Regions from separate parts of the Mus musculus genome. Here region 1 is linked to region 2. The links are chromatin contacts, called in public Micro-C maps. All regions are on one chromosome and are shown on one strand. The core of a region is the stretch at or near the end of the contact, and the rest is flanking DNA. Distances in the headings are between cores, read along the strand shown.

Evidence for each region. A called contact is a pair of places that touch in the nucleus more often than the background predicts.
Region 1: a Micro-C map of embryonic stem cells shows a contact between it and region 2, with 2.1 times the contacts expected there. The contact joins the enhancer-like site here to the promoter of Tpd52 in region 2. A contact is called at or near these places in 2 of 484 Hi-C or Micro-C datasets (embryonic stem cells and nephron progenitors), 3 of 115 datasets of contacts at active chromatin or transcription factors (all in embryonic stem cells) and 2 of 9 other capture datasets (adipose tissue and embryonic stem cells).

What each region holds. Positions count from the first base shown.
Region 1 is chr3:9,099,636-9,102,672 of GRCm38.p6, forward strand. No RefSeq gene overlaps it. Among named protein-coding and RNA genes, the nearest start is that of 4930539M17Rik, 39 kb to the left of the region's middle. Within about 2 kb of position 1,741, at least 24 of the 459 cell types and tissues checked have an H3K27ac peak or open chromatin away from gene starts, as enhancers often do. A contact at or near this core is called in embryonic stem cells, where this site is marked.
Region 2 is chr3:8,962,716-8,965,686 of GRCm38.p6, forward strand. Tpd52 (tumor protein D52) reads right to left here and starts at 1,431. Exons shown (of 6, transcript NM_001025262.2): 1 at 1,132-1,431. The coding sequence starts at 1,267.

The DNA.
Region 1 (3,037 bases), core at 491-2,990, 140 kb after region 2:
TGAGTACGCCCCCCAAGCATCCTCAGTCTTTCCATCGTGACATCCTCTTCCTAGGCCTCTGTAAGGGACACTGTGTGTCATGTAAGCTCTGTCCCATGCCCCCTCCTTTAAAAAGCCCTTTTTAGCTGGGCATAGTCCACACAACTTCAATCTTAGCACTGTGGTGGAGTGAGGCGGAGGGATAGAAGGGGGTGGGAAAGGCAAGTGGCTCTCTGTGAGTTTGAGGCCAGCCTGGTCTACATGGTGAGTTCCAGGCCAGCCAGGGCTACACAAGTGAGACTGTTTCAAAGAGAAAGGTCTTCCTTTGCTGGGGAAGTCCTCAGTCCTGAACTTCTGATTTCCAAACACCCTGGCTAATGCCGCTGCCCATGGTCTTCCCAGCAGTTATCACCCGAAATTATTTTTCACTCTTTTATTTGTGTGTGTGTGTGCGCATGTGCGTGCATGTGCTCGTGCCCACCCATGCTATCCTGTGCGTGTGTGGGGTCCTGTGTGTGTGCACTCACACTACTGCCTGTGTATAGAGGTCAGAAAATTACTTTCAGGGGTCAGTTCTTGCCCTGTTTCAAGGCAGTCTCTCTTGCTGTACTATGTTTTTTAGGCATTCCAGACGATTCTCCTGTCTTGAGTCCCATCTTGCCCATAGGAGTCCTGGAATTAGAGGTGCAGGCTACTGCACCCAGCTTTTATATGGGTTCTAGAGATCAAAATCACGGTGTCAGCTGGTGAGGCCATCTCTAGCCTTCACGTGAAGTTATTTTAGTAACATGGTTATAAGGCTTTTTTTTTCCTGACTTGCCTCCCCTGATCAGGGACAAACCTCAAGAGGTTGAGACTTTGCCATTTCCCAAGGCCTATGCCATGGCCAAGGTCAAACAAGAACATTTTTGTTTGTTCGTCTTTTGAGATAAGATCTTGTGATGGAGCCTATGCTGGTCTTGAACCCTAGATAATTTGAGTTCCTCTGCCTCCCAAATGCTGGGATTACAGGTGTATACCACCATACCTGGAAAAGAACACTGCTTAATGAACCAGTGAGTGAATAAATGCAGGAAAGAAGAAAGGTCTCAAGAGACGGCTTTGTCTTGAGCCATGGAGCAAAGAAAGAGAACCAGGCCCTCATGGTTGGGGGCATTAGAAGCCCCTCAGACACAGCTCTCCTCGCTCTCCCCTGCAACTGTTGCGTGTTGAACTCTCTGTGAAGATGAAGAAGAGGAGGAGGATAATGGCGGTTTGTCTTGCTGGTGGAGCTGGACCTAGGGTTTTACTGTGTTGGGCAAGCATTCCACACTGAATTACTTTACTGCTCCAGCTCGTTCCCCAAGACTCTTATATTTGCACGTGGCTCTCTTTCTGAAGGGCTTCCTGCTCTTTGAGAACAAAGCCTGGTCTGATTTGACTAAAAGTGTACCGCGCAAGCATGTCATAGGTCGTAGATGCTAGGCAATCAATAAAAATGTTCATCAGGCCCAAATATAACCAAGCAATTAATGTTATATATAATGAATCACTGATCAGACATAACGTGTTACACTTTTTTAGTTAATACTAATACAGTCATTCTTTAATGCTTCTCTTTAGAAAACACTGGACTTTTTGATCATGGATGTTAGCGTCAGTTTTATTTGGGGTGTCTTTAAAGTCAGATGTGAAAATATGCAGGGTGTACCTTGGTGCCTGTGGGACAGAGTGGAGCTCTGTCAGGGTAGGGTGCAAAGTCAGAATTGTTTAAACTTCCTTATTGCAAGGGAATGGGGCTGAGCAGAAGCCCAGGGGAGGGCCTGCTGGAATTCCCTGCAGGGAGGGAAGTCACCCCACCCTGCTCTTGCCTTTGAGCTCAGAGGTTCTGGGAACCAGCCCAGCGGGGACTCGCCAGGGTGCAATGGGTGGGGGTGGGAGGGGTGGGGACTGGGTGGAGGGGGGAGTGTTGGGGAATCTGCAAACAGGCTCTAAGGAACCTTTCCATAGATAATGCAGGTGGGGAGAGGGAGAGACCTGTCCCCAGGGAGAACAGAGGGAGGCTATGTAAAATCCACACTCAGGTGACCCCTGAGAATTCCAGGCTTTTCCTAGCCACACCTGTAGGCCAATTGTTCTGCAATCTTCAGGGTGGTTTAGCTGGTAAATTTATCTAAATCCAATCTTGGGGGAATGAGGTGTGGAGAAGGGGTTTCTTCCTGGGGGTAGGGGTGGGGTGGGAGGCAACTGACATAGCTCATGTGACTTGCTCTATTGCCAACATTCAAAATTCTTCAGAAACAGACTACTTTAAAAAAAAATAAGTGTGACCTTCCTTTTTAAAAGTCCTCTTCCCTATGTCTGTCTCTTTTAAATCCTGCATATGGAGGTGGGGAAAAACTCTTGCCTAGCACGAGAAGCCAGAGGTTCCATCCCCTGCACCGTAAATAATATATAAAAGAACACCTTGTATGTGGGGCTCAAACTGGCTTCCACTGGAACATCTCTCCACTATTTTAGTGGCACAGGACAAGAAGCCACAACTTGCTAAACCCCAGTGTGGAAAATGGCGGGAGGCAGAGCTCGTAATTTACACACTTGTGGGTGTGAGCTCAGGTGATCGATACAAGGAGGCTCTAGAACTCGTGCCTTATTCCTAGTGTGCATTAGATCGGCAGCACAGATGTCACAAGCTTTGGCTTTGATCCTTCTCTTACTGCAGACTGGACCCTGAGCTTGCATATGTTAGACAAGCCCTCCATCACTGACCTAGAGCCTTAACCATTCTATTCCGATCTGCTCAATTGTCCACACAGGCGTCTGTCAGCCTCAGGACAGCTGGGGTTACAGGTCTGCACCATCAGGCCCTTTCCTCTGTGTGCCTGGGATAGGTCCTAGAGTCTCAGGCCTGCTAAGTAATCTGTCTTCTACTCAGCTACAGCCCTCCCGGTATTGGTAAGTAGGAGTCACTTGTATTCCCTTCCATCCCACTGACACTCATGGGCTGGGATATAAAGCTCTGCCTACAGACCAAGTAGAGGTGGGTATGGTCAGGTCCACTGCAAGGAATGAACAAGGT
Region 2 (2,971 bases), core at 181-2,680:
GGGGACCCTGCCACTCCGCCCACTCTCAAGCCTTAATGACAGCCCCACCGTCCCCACTGTGAGCCCTGCTCTGATTCACAAGCCCACAAGTTAGAACTAGGTCATCCCCCCTCTTAAGTGCTGGGTAACGGGGAAGCCCAGAGATCCCACATGGGTCACAGGCAAGGGAAGTGTGAAAATGAGAAGAAAAATGCTTTTCCCATGCCCTGTCTCCCACAGACATTACTAACAGCTTCCAACTTCTAGAGGGCAGTGTTAGCCTGAAACTATCAACATATGTGGGTTTCTGAAAATCCAGACTATACCTCAAAGGTGGCTGCTATAACCAAGCACTGAAGCATGCTGTGTTAGCACACACCTGTGCCCTGCAAACGTCCAAACCCCCAGCAGCTTGGATCAGAGGTGCCACAGTCTGTCCTTCACTGTCTTCTAGGTTTCCCAAGCTCTACTGTTTAAAAAGAACAAAACGTAACCAATTCTCCACAGTAAGGAAATAATTAACTTCTTCTGGGAAAGCCAAGTTGCTTCCTTGACTCTGACAGAGGAGTTCATTAAGCCATCTCCTCTTCTTGGCAAGCAATAGGATCCTTCCTGCAAGCTGGGAAGGAGGCTGTCCCCACTTCTGCTGGACCCTATGTGGGGATCAATTCAGACTGTCACAGCCTGGTTTCCGCCTTGTGAACAAATCCGTGTCCCACATGGGAAGAAACAGCTGCTTCCAAAGGTGTGGTGGTTTTTCATTTTCCCTTTTGGAAACTGTGAGGTGTACATAGCTATTTGTCTACATGGCTTTTGGTCTCCCAAGGGAAAACCCAAGCCTATCTTCACCTTGATACTTGTGGTGTTATTGTAGCACACTCACCAGGCCCTTGAGTGTGGTGAACGGTTTTGAATGCCTAAGCATCCTTTACTAAGACACTGCCTAGGCAGATTTTAAAACTGTACCCACTATTTGACCCCAAGACCCTCCGTGTCATTCACCATCACCGCACATCCACAGACCTCTAAGGAGCATAGAAACAGACGGTGCCAACTTTAAAATTCATTGTCCCACTCTAAACAGTTAACAACCAAAAATAACTTCCCATGTTGAAGAACACAGCAGAGGGAACTCACTACACAAATAGTTACCAACGTTCTGTGTAGGTGAACCAGGCGGCGAGGTGTTCCCGCTTGGAGAGAGGTAGAGGTAGTTCTTGTTCACTCCAGAATCAAAATCAAAGGGGGATTGGTAATCATCAGCCAACTCCATATCTCTGCACTCCATGCTAGCTGAAGGCAGCGAGCAAGGCGAGCATGGCGCTGCGGCAGCCTGGGAGCCCCGGGCTGAGGGAGATCCGGCTGACCTGTGCAGCCCAGGTGAGAAGAGGAACCGGGCTTAAAGCCCCGCCCAGCTCCGGCCCAGAGGAACCGGGCTTAAAGCCCCGCCCAGCTCCGGCCCAGAGGAACCGGGCTTAAAGCCCCGCCCAGCTCCGGCCCCGGCGTGGCTCCGGCTCCCACGAGCAGGTCTGTAGTGACTCCTCCCTTAGGAGGGCCCTAGTCACCACCTGTCGCTAATTCACTGAACAAAGAATAACCGGGGCAGAGGGAGTGGCCTTCCCTCTGTACACAAAGGAGGCCCCCCACTCTGGAGCCCCATTCAGTTGTACAAACACTAGACACTAGCAGGAATATTGTTTAAAATACAACTTTTTTAGACCGGTCATCTGACCACATCGTCGGCGGGGCAGACTTAATCTTCTAGGACAAGAGAGGATTATCTGTCAGTAATCTCCCCGAAAATGCCATCTGGGTGATACTTTTCTTGCACCCTATATTATACAGGATTCTGAGAGCTTGGCATCCCGTGTTTAGCAAGCAGCCTTTTAAGCAGAACCTAATACAAAAATAAAGCTAGACCCATCATCCTTTTTTTTTTTTCTAAAGCAGAATCTGAATAACTGTCAAACAATTTTAAACTGACTCTTTGGAAGAATGAGGTTTTCATAGGAAGTAGCTGGAAGGTGCAGGCAGCTCCCACCGCTTCCGGGGTGGGGGGTGGGGGGGCTGAAACTCCCACAGCTGGGGGCAGGGGGTGTTTCAGCTCCTTTGTTTAAGCAAAGTCAGGCATGCCCTCAGGGCTCTACAAAGAACTTGTTTCTTTGGCACACCCTCCAGGCAGAAAGGGAGCTGGCTGGTAAAACTTTACAATCACCAAGTCCACTTCCTCCATCCCAGGCCTCCAGAGACCCTGCTCATGCTCTCTCCATGGCTATTGCTGTGACCCAACAGCGCTTGCAGGCCCTTGGTGGAACTAAGTTAAAAGGAGGAAATAGGTCAAGCCAGGCATGGTGGCTCATGCCATAATCACATTACTCAGAAACCTGAGACAGGGGGATTGCCATGAAGCTAGCTGGGACTTCAATGAGAGACCCCATCTCAAAAACACAAAAACAATACATAATCTCTGGAATCTATTTATAGTCTCTGAAATGTAAGGCCTGAGCTTTCTATTGTGTTGTTTGTGTGGGCTCGAGTTCATGTCAGTAGGAGTCAGAACAGGTTGACAGAATCCCCTAGGACCAACACGCAGTTATGACGCACTATATGAAGTCAGGGAACTGAACCTGGGTCCTCTGTAAGAGCAGTAAACAATCTTAACCCAGGGCCATCTCTCCAGCCCCCAAAAGCAAACCATTTTAATGATGAGCAGAAATTCCAGTGTATGACTAGTCTTCAAAATCTCTAAGATGATCCATATTCATCTCAATTTATGACTGATTCTCGTTTCTGTTCTTTTTAGGTAGTCGTGTGTACTCTAGGGAATGCCTTTGTCTAATTTAAACTTTTTGAGAATTTATTTTTAACAAAAATATTTATAGTTTCCTCCTTAAAGACAACAAGATTTTGGCAGTTACGAATGCTTGCTGTTTAATTGAAACCATGAATTGTCACAAAGAGGTGCAATGGCTCATCCTTGAAATCCCAGACC